Regions from separate parts of the Mus musculus genome. Here all the other regions are linked to region 4. Evidence: chromatin contacts called from public HiChIP or PLAC-seq data. All regions are on one chromosome and are shown on one strand. Each heading gives the region's core, a stretch centred on a gene start, on an enhancer-like site or on the middle of the called end of the contact. The rest is flanking DNA. Distances are from core to core; before and after follow the strand shown. Region 1 overlaps Rbfox2 (RNA binding protein, fox-1 homolog (C. elegans) 2). Region 2 has its middle 14 kb from the start of Gm35933. Region 3 holds the start of Rbfox2 (RNA binding protein, fox-1 homolog (C. elegans) 2). Region 4 overlaps Rbfox2 (RNA binding protein, fox-1 homolog (C. elegans) 2).

The links. HiChIP or PLAC-seq counts read pairs in DNA pulled down with a chosen protein or histone mark.
Region 1: an H3K27ac HiChIP or PLAC-seq map of embryonic stem cells shows a contact between it and region 4, with 5 read pairs. The contact joins two enhancer-like sites. A contact is called at or near these places in 3 of 39 promoter capture datasets (cranial neural crest, frontonasal cranial neural crest and second pharyngeal arch cranial neural crest), 3 of 115 datasets of contacts at active chromatin or transcription factors (all in embryonic stem cells) and 3 of 9 other capture datasets (adipose tissue, liver and pancreatic islet).
Region 2: an H3K27ac HiChIP or PLAC-seq map of embryonic stem cells shows a contact between it and region 4, with 6 read pairs. The contact joins two enhancer-like sites. A contact is called at or near these places in 4 of 484 Hi-C or Micro-C datasets (the C2C12 cell line, cerebellar granule neurons, embryonic fibroblasts and 1 more), 2 of 115 datasets of contacts at active chromatin or transcription factors (both in embryonic stem cells) and 1 of 9 other capture datasets (adipose tissue).
Region 3: a contact with region 4 is called in an H3K4me3 HiChIP or PLAC-seq map of stem cell-derived neural progenitor cells, with 2.6 times the contacts expected there. The contact joins the promoter of Rbfox2 here to the enhancer-like site in region 4. A contact is called at or near these places in 6 of 39 promoter capture datasets (the HPC-7 cell line, cranial neural crest, hippocampal neurons and 2 more), 1 of 15 datasets of contacts at CTCF or cohesin (the NIH/3T3 cell line), 5 of 115 datasets of contacts at active chromatin or transcription factors (embryonic forebrain, embryonic stem cells, neural tube and 1 more) and 3 of 9 other capture datasets (adipose tissue, liver and pancreatic islet).

Annotation. Positions count from the first base shown.
Region 1 is chr15:77,256,456-77,259,445 of GRCm38.p6, reverse strand. The region is part of intron 1 of Rbfox2 (RNA binding protein, fox-1 homolog (C. elegans) 2); the gene reads left to right. Among named protein-coding and RNA genes, the nearest start is that of Rbfox2, 49 kb to the left of the region's middle. Within about 2 kb of position 1,400, at least 55 of the 459 cell types and tissues checked have an H3K27ac peak or open chromatin away from gene starts, as enhancers often do. A contact at or near this core is called in embryonic stem cells, where this site is marked.
Region 2 is chr15:76,972,529-76,975,507 of GRCm38.p6, reverse strand. No RefSeq gene overlaps it. Among named protein-coding and RNA genes, the nearest start is that of Gm35933, 14 kb to the left of the region's middle. Within about 2 kb of position 1,372, at least 164 of the 459 cell types and tissues checked have an H3K27ac peak or open chromatin away from gene starts, as enhancers often do. A contact at or near this core is called in embryonic stem cells, where this site is marked.
Region 3 is chr15:77,305,547-77,308,565 of GRCm38.p6, reverse strand. Rbfox2 (RNA binding protein, fox-1 homolog (C. elegans) 2) reads left to right here and starts at 1,513. Exons shown (of 14, transcript NM_053104.6): 1 at 1,513-2,202. The coding sequence starts at 2,023.
Region 4 is chr15:77,102,995-77,105,994 of GRCm38.p6, reverse strand. Rbfox2 (RNA binding protein, fox-1 homolog (C. elegans) 2) reads left to right here. Exons shown (of 14, transcript NM_053104.6): 6 at 326-418. Among named protein-coding and RNA genes, the nearest start is that of 1700109K24Rik, 20 kb to the right of the region's middle. Within about 2 kb of position 1,439, at least 22 of the 459 cell types and tissues checked have an H3K27ac peak or open chromatin away from gene starts, as enhancers often do. A contact at or near this core is called in embryonic stem cells, pancreatic islet and stem cell-derived neural progenitor cells, where this site is marked.

The DNA of each region.
Region 1 (2,990 bases), core at 151-2,650, 150 kb before region 4:
GAAGAACTGCTTCTCCTTAGTGCCTAGGAAGGGAAAGGAAAGGGAAGTGGTGACCAGAGAGTCTTAGGTGGTATGCTTAGGATACTAAATGCAGCGGTGGGAGGAAGGGCTCTAAAACTGTTCAAAACAGAAGAGCAGGGCTGGATAAAGCATTGAGCCTAGACCAGCTCCTATGGCGAGCTGTAGGGAATTTTAACAACCTCTTCATTTGGTAGCCAAGACTTGGCCTTTGGAGGGGATGGGGCTTTTTGGAGATCAGGTGAGTCATGACCTGGCTAAGTTTGGACAGCAGTATGAAGACGCTCCTCATCCTGTGAAGCAGGGTGGGTAAGAGAAAATCTAGAATGTTAAATACACAGTTCTGTTGTTTTAAAACTATCCTTGTGTTGACTTAGTTTCTTTAGTAAATAGCAATAATAATAAAGCACAGTGGTGGAGTTTGTGACTGAGCTGGGAAGTTTTTGACTAGAAATGAAACTGTGATATATCTTGGTTATAACAGAAGCTGTAAGAGAGCAAATGAGAATCCATGTTGGCAAGCAAGGAAATTTGTTTTTCCTGAGAACAAAAGGAGAAAGGTGCAGAGATCGCAGGTCTGGATTATGCTAGTCATAATTAGCTGTGAAAACTCAGACTCCCAAGGTGAGGGTTTGTTGGAGTCTGATTTGCCTTTGGATCACTGAGAGCACTGGACTAAGGAAGGACCTGGGAAACCCTTCAGTGGCGGATGCTCTGGAGCCTGATTCAGGCTAGGGGCTGGGCTCCTTGCTTCTGCATTTCCCTAATCCATCATAACAATGGGGAGTGTTTTGTGACATTACATTTCTATTTATAAATGCTAACACTGGGATTCAGAGAAACTAGATGATGTGGCCAAGTTCATATGACCAGGAAGTGGCTGAGCTGAGGTTCACCTTGAGGATTCTGAGGTATCCCAGCATGCCTTCTCTCTGTTGTGCCTGTGTTAATTAAGGTGTCGTTTGTAGGCTTGTATTATTTCACTCACTGTTTATTATCAGTTCATATACAATAGGTGCAGAAATTGAAAGCACTTAGAAACTCAAGACAGTTTGACTGTAATTTCCTGAGTGTGTCATCCAATAAGGCTGAGATGTACGTCTTTGGATTTTTTTTTTAATTTAATTTCACACGTCTAGTAATACATTTTAGTGCATTTTAAGCAAGCAAAAAACAAACAAAAATGCTATTTCACTGATGGTTAGAAACCTAAAAAGAAAAGGTTGCTTTTTACAGTTGGTCTGAGAAGCTCTGCTGGCCTTGCTGTGACCCAGTTGTAGACACCTGCTTCAGCGGAGTCTTACACTGACTCTTGATTGGTGGAGCTCTGAGTGGCTGGGAAGAGAGATCAGAGAACAGGAGAGGCAGTAGGGGAGATGTGAGGAGGAGGGAAGAATGTGCAGCATAGCCTTCAGCAAAGGCAGCAAGGTGAGGGATGCCCCACCTTCTGTGCTCAGTAATGTCCGGCTTCCTGTCTTTTTGTAGCCTTGTCTTTTATTACACTCTGCCTGGCAGTGATGCAAAAGGGACCAAATGTAGGAGAAGAAAGTCATAGAAATGACGTTCAGAAGGATCACATATGAACACACACACACACACACACACACACACACACACACACCCTAAAAGTGTTTCCCTTTAAGGAAAAAGCTGCAGCTCTTTGGCAGAGCCAAGAGTTTTGATTGGCCCCTTCTCCTGCTGTTTGCCAGAAGAATCCCAACCAGTCCAGTTTTTTTTTTTTTTTTTTTTTTTTTTTAAAAAGGTGGTTTGGGAGACAGCCCAGCAGCCAAGTCTCTGGATTTAATTTGAAGTATAGAATGTTTCAGGGAGGGTTGGACCCAGCAGACGCGCCCCCTACTGTTCACCCTCCCACTGTGCACCAGGGAGTGTGACTGCTATTTTTGGAACACCCTTTCCTGCACCTCCTCTGTGCCTCATGGATTCTTTCTGAATTTCTCAAGTTGTGCCGGCTCTGGGATGAAGAAGGTTTGTAGCCAGTCTTTGCTACTTTGTGGGTTCTTTTTTTCCCTCACCCTTTATCTCCCCCTCTCCCTACTACCCCCTAATCATTAGATAGGAGAGAAATAAGGATGCAGGGGTGGGGGCTGGGAGAGAAAGAGATCCTTGAATCTAAGTTCTTTCTTTTTGTTTCTTCTTTGAACACAACTACCAGCAAACTGCAAACAGCCCTACCTCTTGGGGCCCTAGCATTTATATACCCCCCAAAAAGCTCCCAGACTTCCACACATCACACAGTTGCAGAAATATTTGAGGCAAATATTTGAGGCCAAAGCAGCCCCATATATCCCACACGTGGGATTAGAACGAAAACACATCCTTACAATATTTCTGTGTTTTTAAAGAAACTAAAATTCCATAATTCTCACTACAGATGGTAAGTTACTGAGGTGTTTTAGAGACCTCTCTGCAGCGGCTGTGGAGGAATTACTCATCCCACCTGTTACTCAGGACATGAGCCTAAGCAGTGTGCCCTGGGACTGTACAGGTTGGCTTTCTCTACTTTTAGACGCTCTAGGAGCTAGATCAGTTTTTGTTGTGAGGAAAACATCTTGCACATTGACTAGAGATGAGGGCAGGTGCTGTATGTGTAGATGGACCTCTTGCCAAAACATTTACATTTGATCTGCGACAATCTCTGCCATCTTAGTGTGTCTGAAGGCAAGACTGCCAGCAAATGGCAATTTAATCCCCAAAGTTAAGTTGCTCTCTTATCCGAAGCCCTAGCACTTAGCCTGAGGTTGGGAGCCGGCTCCTGGTTGCTTAGATGTAACTGGTGTCCTTGGGGCCACAGTTTCAGTGATCTACTAAGTCTCTTGCCTAATGTGGCTTAACTTAGCTCTGCCCTGCTATGTGGAAAAAGACCTACCTGTTTAGGATTCATTGGCTCCATGGGACAGTTAGACAGTTTATAGTGCCAGCCTGCATATTTCATGGTGAAAGATTTCAGGTTT
Region 2 (2,979 bases), core at 123-2,622, 130 kb after region 4:
TGGCATCTTTTATTGGTAACTAGTCATTTGTTTTTGTTTTTGTTTTTTGTTTGTTTGTTTGTTTTTGAGGCTTTCTCCATTGGCCATGAGCAGTCTGACCAGTAAGACACACAAAGTGAGTTGACAGGAAAGCAGCCAGCATAACCTATAACCTTTGCCTGTCTCTTTTGTGGCTCACCAGCCACCAAGACAGCTTCACCTCTGCCTTTCCGTGCTCAGTTATTGCAGACTTTGGGGCCACCTTGATGAACCGACAGGTATCCAGCCCTGTAAAACCCTTTCGCTTTTGGAGATTTTTCGGATATCCGAAGCTGACCGAGGGACAAAAGCCAAATTTAACAGCCTAGGGTTTTCCCTAGGGGGGAAAAGGGAGTATAAATTCTGAAAGTTTCTTTGAATCATGAGAAATGCCCCCAAAAGACTCCTCTGGACCCCAAAGAACCTCGGTAGTCTTAAACAGTTAAGACTTAAGGCAGTTTTTTGAGCTGCACCTGAATTCTAGTCATTAGATACCCGTGAAAAGTGTCCAAGGCCTGGGAACTTGTGTACGTGCTGTACGGGGTCCGAGTCACGATGCTTGGATGGAAAAGCTACTTTAAAAGCATTCAAACCAGTGACTGAGGCTTAGAAGTCTCTGCTCCAAACATCCCCAACACACAGGAGTTGCCAGGTCTGGACGACAGATTGCAGGAGGGCAGTTAGGGCTTGGGACTTAGTTAAAATGGAGTATTCGGATCTGAGTCTTCTAGTTATAGGGATCTGAAGCAGACTAGGAAAAGGCGGTGCCCTTCCTCTAAATCATGATGAGGCGGTGCCTCCAGTGACAAAAAACAGAGGCTGGAACCTGAATCCAGGGCATGGAGGGCTCTCAAGAGGAAAACTAAAGATGGTGAAGGAAGTGCAAGAAGTTGGGGAAACCAGATACGCCACGTGACCAGTAATAGCCACGGAGCCGAGGGTGGGGGTGGTGTTAAGGAAACAAAGAGTTTAGATCCAGGAGAAGCCAGTGAAGTAGGGGTGGGGTGCGGAGGTGGGCAGGGTGCGGTGGGACTTCATGGAGGAGTCTGAGGTTGAGCGGGAGAAGGAAGAATCTGCAAGAAGTGGAGTAGATAGGTTGTAGACAAAGGGAAGGGAGACCAGTAGAAGGTTCCTTGGCCTCTGAAGGCAGCAGGACAGGTGGCGGAGGCTGGCGACAAGGAGCCTACCCGCCAGAACCAGAGCAGGGCGTGTACACCACCTCTCCCTCCCCCAGCCGCCCCCCCCCCCCCCCAAGCCCTTCTGCAGATCTTCCGTCCTCCCTGCAGGACCAGGAGTTCCGCATCCGGGATGGGACTGGGCCGGGGCCCAAGTGAGCACAGCCTCTTCAAGTCCCGGGGACTTTGCCATGTGAAACAGGTCCGGGCTCGGGCCCGACCGCGGCTCCAGAACCACCCTCCATTGTCGATCCCCGGGCCCGAGAGGCGCCGCGGGAGGGGTAGGGGCTGTGGCTCCAGGACCTGGAAATTTCCAATCTTTGAGAAAAAAGAAGACATTTCTAGCCCGGGAAGGGGGTGGGGGTGGGGATGGGGGGTGGGACACTGGATACGAACTAGTAACAGCATAGAGAGGGCGACACCTACTGGCAGAATCCTGAAAAACTAGCAGAATGTCAGAGTCAATGTCCACAAGCAACAGAATCAAGAAATCAAATCAACAACTAACTCCCTAGGCTAAACTTGCTTGTCAGGCATTTAATCATTCACACAGTTGGCCATCCATCCATCCATTCAAGCAGAACCGAAACCATATCTCTCCTGAGAGGCGGAATCATAACGCACGTCTCCACTACTGGGGTCCCAACTCAGTGGGAAGGACTGGGAAGAAATTGATCAGAAAATTTCTTCCCAAAGCAGATTTTCTTGGCTTATCCCCTTATCCAGAAGACTCCCCGTCGGGGGCTATCCCTTTTATCCAGAAGGCTCCCTGAGGGGGTTTATCCTCCTCAGCCAGAACCAAAAGCCAGAACCAGACTCACCTCTGAGGAGTGTTAGACACACAGCAGTCACTCCAGCCAGACCTCTCCAGAGAAGAGGAGCCTTGGAATGTCTGTCAGGGGGCACCCCCCACCCTGTAGCCTCTCCATGGCCAGGAAGGTGTGAGCTAGGCTGAGTCCCACAGAGCATGGGGGAGCTCAACAGGGGCCTCCAAATGAAATGATAGTTACTTCCACGCTAGAGACTTACTGGCAGTCATTCGGATTAAGTCAATAAAAGTTCTGAGTCAAGCCGGGCGTGGTGGCGCACGCCTTTAATCCCAGCACTTGGGAGGCAGAGGCAGGCAGATTTCTGAGTTCAAGGCCAGCCTGGTCTACAAAGTGAGTTCCAGGACAGCCAGGGCTACACAGAGAAACCCTGTCTCGAAAACAAACAAACAAACAAACAAAAAAAGTTCTGAGTCCTTTTTAATGGCCAGACCAAGAGTGGGCTCACCCCTCTGATATGAGAACTTTTGGTCTCCAAGCTCAGGGGTACAGCATTTTTAAAGACAACCACAATTACATCAGTGCTTAGGGAGTTATTACATTAGTGAGGGATTTGGAGTGGCCTAGTAACATCTTTGCAAGGTGCAGCAACATCTTCCAGACACCACATATTGTGTTTAGACCATGGTCAATGTTATGGACCATCCAAGGGCCCTCACCGAGGTGAGTGTGACTATTGAGGGTGGATAGGGCAGAGTGACCAGGCAGGCACGCATAACGCTAAGATAAGATGGCTTCCCTTAGCCACATCAGACTACCCTCTACCATGCTTCCTTGGGTGTTGATGGGCGTCTCTATCTGACTCTGGGCTGGGTCTATGATAGAATTTGCCCTCAGGTTACAGGCATGGTGCTTAAGGGTGTGTGTCTTTATCACTGTCCTCAAAGCCTGTAGAGCTGTCCTTTTATGGCTAAATGAGTCCCCCAGCAATAAGGGCAAGACCACATGACAAGCTGTAT
Region 3 (3,019 bases), core at 264-2,763, 200 kb before region 4:
TATTGCAACCTACAAACATACAAATACTCAGTAGGAAAACCCAGCTCCAAGGCAAGTTGTGCAGTCTTTTCCAACTAGCCTGCAAGCCCTTCTATTCCCTCTCTTAACCACCAGTGGTCCGGCATTACATGGGCAGGAGTGGTCAAGCCTCCCTGGGACTCGTCTGGCTCTGAAGCAGAGATCTTCATCCCTCTGTCCATTTTTAGGTGCTTAACTCAAGTTCAAAGGTCAAGTCACAGACTGGTTGCAAGTAACCTTAGACATCACCTGACCTGGGGTTTCTCAATCTCTGAACTATTGGCATTCTGGTTTGGACAAGTCTCTCTTGCAGGGATTGTTCTCTGCACTGTAGAGTTCTGAATAACATTCAAAGCTTCTATTCAGTAAATGCCAGTATAGTCTCCATTTGTGAAGAACAAAATTTACCATATGACAAATACGGAAGTGGGAGATGCTGAAAGGGTCTGAAACTTTTTCTTGGCTGGGAACCACTGATCCAAAGGATTATTTCAGATACTGCAGTTGGGATCCAAAGAGAAAAACTCACTTGTTTAAAGTAGCAAGCAAGGGTAAGGCTAGAAGCTAGGTTATTGCACAATATCCCTTTCCATGTCACAGTATGGAACCCTGAGAGGCAGAAGCAGTTTCTATTTACAATCAGGTGGAGAAAACCTACCGGACAGACCTAACTGCACAAAGCTGATAAGCTAGGAAGGGCTATTCAGGCAGCAAGGAGTAAAACCAAGAGATTGCCATCTTGACTGGCCACATATTTCTGCTTCAGGACTTGAACAAATTCAGGTCCATCCATTGGATTAAAACCATGTTTTCTACTGTCAGGCTCAAAATGGTTCCGTAAATGCCCTATGTAAACGTAAAGCTCTTAAAAAAACACCAGGCGTTATTTATTACTATTATTAGAGACAGTTTTTCTGTGTAGGGCTATCCTGGAACTCACTATGCAGATAGACCAGGTTGGCTTCGAACTCAGAGATACTCCTGTCTTTGCTTCCTACTTCCTAGGACTAAAGGTGTGCACCACCGCCATGCCTGGCAACATCAGAAATATTGACATCATTAGAGATGCAATTATTCGCTTCATAGCACCATTTCTCAGAAAAGTTTATATGGGAGCCATCACTCCTGGACTTCCCAGGTCTTGGGCTGGAGAGGAAGGAGGCAAAGGGACCTTCCTCTCGCAGAGCGCCCCTCTGCTTCCCTAAATCCCAGGAAGCCAGATGAGAGAGATCAGGTCATCACTTCTCACTAGTGCAACTAGTCCAAGTTGCTCCCCCGAACTCCTGCCCTTCAAGCTCCGCCCCCCGGCCACCGCCTTAAAAGAGGCGGCCCCTTCTCTCTCCATGCTTCCCAGAGCATCCCCGAGCTTCCCGAGCTTTTCCGAGTCCTTCCCGGCCTCCCGCGGGCGGCCCGCGCGGAGGCGACGGAGATTGCCGAGGGGCGTAGCCACGCCCCCTCACTACAGCCTCCTCTCGCGCGGGCGGCCCGAGTCCCACACATCCAGGTTCCTCCCTCCTTCTCTCCTTTCTCTCTCCCCGCCTTCCCGGCGCTGCCACAGTGGCGGGACGGAGGATCCCGACCAGTCAGCTCGCTGCGGCCTCGCGCTCCTCCTCCTCCCAAATAAACAGCCCTCCCCAAGCTGGGAGCCCAGGCCGTCCCCTTCCCCGCACGGCTGGCGAGTGGTGAGGGAGCGCGGGACTGAAGGACCAAGGGACCGAGGGATCGGCGCACGCGCGTGCGAGTGAGAGAGCGAGCGAGCGGCCGGCGCGAAGCCGGAGCAGAAGCCGGAGCCGGGGCCGAAGCCGAAGCCGGAGCCATAACCTGAGTCGGAGCGGTAGTGAAGCCGAAGCCGAAGCCGGGCTCCGGACCGACGCGCACGCACACACGCACGCGGGGGGCGGGGCCGGCGCGCGCCCGCCTGTCGCGACTGTCGGCACCGAGGCCCAGGGGGAGGTGGCCTGTCGCGGGTCGCCCGGCTCCCGGTGGCGAAGGGGGCGCGGGCGGATGGCGGAAGGCGGCCAGGCGCAGCAGCAGCCGCCTCAGCTCGGGCCCGGCGCTGCCGCCCGGGGCATGAAGCGGGAGTCGGAGGTGGAGTTGCCGGTGCCCGGAGCGGGGGCAGACGGACCCGAGCCCGGCCTGAGCAAGCGGCCACGCACAGAGGAGGCGGCCGACGGCGGGATGCAGGTGACCGCGCGGGACGGGCGCCCGGTTACGGAGGGCCGCGGCGGGCTCGGGCCTCCGGGCGCCGGGTGGGCCTGGCTGGAGAGTGGGCTTGGGGCCGGGTGCAGGGGCTGGAGGGGCCCCGGAGGCAGCGCGAGGGAGTGGGATTTTTTTTTTTTTCCTTTTGGAGTTGGGATTGAACAGGATCGGGATGCAGTCCATTTCTTAAGCCTGTGCTCAGTTTGTTGAGAAGTTGAGGGTTCTTGGGTCGATTTGTCCAGAGGAGAGCTGTTGGGCCGAGCTGAGAGCGAGGGAAGCTGGTGGTGGGAAAGCTCCGGAGAAGAAGGGCGCCTTTTGGTTTACACTGGGATGAGGAAAGGGGGAACGGCATGTGGAGAACAGACTGAAAAGCCAGCCAACTCCTGGAGAGAGAGCGAGCCCGAAAGGGGATGTGGCTTAGCTTGTGGGTTCAATCAGTTACTCGAGCAGTCTTGAGAAGTCCGCGGAGTTTGGTAGTGTGATGCTCTGTCTCAGTTTTGTGCAGCATGTTATTAAGTCTGGAGAGAGACACCAGGCAGATCCCGCCTGTGCTTTACCCATTGCATCCTACGTTCGTAGGATGCGGAGTAAACTCCTTAGTATCCTGAGGTAGAAAAGAAAATTTATAGGGCTGTTAGGAGACTGGTTTCTGAGTTGTGGCCTCCAGTGTTAGCTTGATTGTTGAGGGTGGGAAATGACAAAGATATTGATACAGGCGGTTAGTACTTAGTTTGAAGAAGGTAATGCATCCTTAAGGGCTTTAGGATTTGCTCTCTGTTTAGAAAATATTGGCTACGAAATG
Region 4 (3,000 bases), core at 190-2,689:
TGATTTTGTATGTTCAGATTTTTGGTTGAATAGTTTGACCTGAGTAACTTCCTACCTTAGTCTTGGTCTGGCCTCACATACATTATATTTTATTTTATTGTTATTACAGTTAATTAAGTTACTGTTATTATTACAGTGCTTTATCCTTTTATTGGGTTTAAATTTCCCTTTATGAAATATGCATGGATCAAAAATGTGCCTTTGGAAGAAATTGCTGGTGTTAGTTGTGCTGGCGTCACTTCATACTGTGATGTTTTCTGTTTACCAAGAGATGAGTATTTCAATATAACGATGTGCATGTTTTCCCTTCTCCCGCTGCATGCAGGGATTCGGGTTCGTAACTTTCGAGAATAGTGCTGATGCAGACAGGGCCAGGGAGAAATTGCACGGCACCGTGGTAGAGGGCCGTAAAATCGAGGTGCATGTCTTCAATAATTCAATTTCTCGTTTATGGTTTTCTTTCTCTTTGTGTACTGCCTCACTTCACCTTTGGACCCTGTCCTGTCCATGTGTGCACACCTGTTCATGTTTGCATTCCTATCTCTGTGTGTGCACTCCTGTCTGTGTGCACTCCTGTCTGTGTCTGTCTTCACCTTCTTGCACTACACTGTAAAAGTAACAATTCTGTCAGCTTCTCCCCTGCTCTTGGTTGTTCGAGGGTTAATTTGGAGGGCGGGGATGTGTGCTTACCTGTTTTTCACTTTTTTCCCTCTTCCAAAATGTTCATCCTTCTGCTCTCGATTTTTTTTCCTTTGCTTCAGTTTGCAAGACTCTGAGTTCCTATAATGAGGCCTAAGCAAAACTAATTTCAAAAATGTCTAAAAACCATCTAGCTTGTAGCATTGTGTCTTGGAGGCCAGTTCCCCTCCAAGTGTGTTGGATAAGTGTGGATAGATGATTATAGTGGTTGGGGGGTCAGAATCCAAAACTCTGATCATTTTAAATTTTACTTAATACCAAGAACTTCAAGGCTTGACTCCAAAGGTGACAAATAACAGTCTCAACAGAGGGTTCAGGGGCAGCTGGTGGCACTGATGGACAGATGTTGTGATTGCAAAGTCAGCCCTGGGCTCACCAGCGTAGAGTGACTAACAAATTGAAGGTTAACTGGCTCCTCTCCCCTTTCCCAGTTTTTTAAAGTATTAAATATAAAAGCCACCATTTGAGTAAGATGTCTGCATATTTTGCTTTTTTTCCCCTTTCCGATGGTTTAGCATTTAGGGCCCTTCACTTGCCTCACTCTTTCCATGGTAACTATACACAATGCTGGCGGTGCCCGTTGGCGGTAAGTGAATTGAAAGTGCTAGAGAAGAAGCTTTTTAAAATGTAATCACAAAACAATTAAGAGAGAAAAAGTCCATCTGCCATCTCACATTAACACTACCAGATGTGGTTTGACTTGCTTCTCTCCCTTCCCGCCCCTTTTATTTCCACTGCTGTGGGTGGTGTCGCCTGGACTTTGGATGTACATCCTGTCTTGTAGCAGTCTGAGCTGTTTGGTTACTGACTTCATGGTGATTTTTTTCCCCCTTGCGCATCTTACTCAGAGTTACTGAACTCCAGTTTGGCTGGTTTTATTAATGCACTCTGCCCCCTTCCCCAGCTCCTCCCGCCCCCGCCCATGCAGCTCTTCCTGCTGACACCCTCCTCATGTTCTCTCCTATTCTCCCCTACCACTCTGTTGTTTCCCTGACTTCCCATTCCTGCCCCTTCCTTTCTTCCTCCCTGTCCCTCGCTGTCTGGAGCTGTGGGTGTCTCTTGCTGACTGGTAGTGTCTGCTTGGTTCTGGCTGGTCTTCCTTTGAATTGCTTGGTGGCTTTCTGCTCTAGCAGCTGGTTCAAGCCCTTGCTCCATTCCAACCTTGCTGCTCACTTTCCCTCTTCTTTCCCAGTTGTTTCTTTCTTTTCTTTGTGTGTGTTAACTGCATGCTCTCAATCTCATCGTTGTTGTCTCCCATTCTTTCTTTGTAAATGTGAAATGTTTACATTATCTGGTGGTCAAACTCGAGTAAATGGAGTTTCAAGCTGTCTTCACACAGGAAGGGGGAGAGGGTCACAAAACATCAGATGTTTTTAAATTCTACTTTTACCCAAAATTGGTCTTCTTAACATAAATCTAGTACAGTGTATATCCCTAGAGGCGAAGTAAGCTGACCTTGGTGGCACAAGCCTGTAATCTAAGCATTCAGGAGGCCGAGGCAGGAGGATTGCAGATTTGAGGCGAGCCTGGCTACATAGCAAATCTCAGCCTCAGCCTGAGCTTCCGCATTTATATATTCCATAAGCTCCAAGCTTACGGTGAGCTGTGGTTGAGTTTGTGATGAGGCTCTGAAGTTGGTCCCCTCCCCTCAATTTCTCCTCACCTTAGCATGGAGAAAGCCTCGTACACACATGCCTCATTATGGGTTAGGGGACCACAGGGCAGGAGAACTAAGCAGTCACTCTTCACTGCTGAGCCCCTGTGCCAAAGGCCCTCAGAAACTTCATCTTAAGTGAGTGTCCCCTGTGATCTAGAAAATCAGAATGATTTTCAGAATGATCCTACAGTCTGCCACCATGGGGACTCCTCTATTTTTTTTATTTTTATTTTTATTTTTTTTACTAATCCCAAACAGTTTAAAAAAAGGGGGGGGGGGGTAAACTATCAGGACAGGATATGACATCAGCATCATGGCTCAGGTGGCAAGCCTCCGTTTTATTAACAAGCTTCAAAGTTCTTTTGTAGACATATTTGTTCCTGATTTCCTTTTTTCCAAATTGCCCTCAGTAAAGTGAAATCTTAAGGCTGTCCAGAGAACTTTAACTGCACGGTTTCTCTACAGTGCTGAATGGTGGAACAGCCTCAGTTTTCTATTTGGAGACAAGAAACTACATTTTACTCTTGTTAGCCTCATTTAATAAACACATTAAAATTTATGAAAATTTTATGATGCTGTGTTAATTATATAAATGCTATCAGAAATGTACTTTTTAAATTATGCTCTGTTACTGAGTGAGCAGT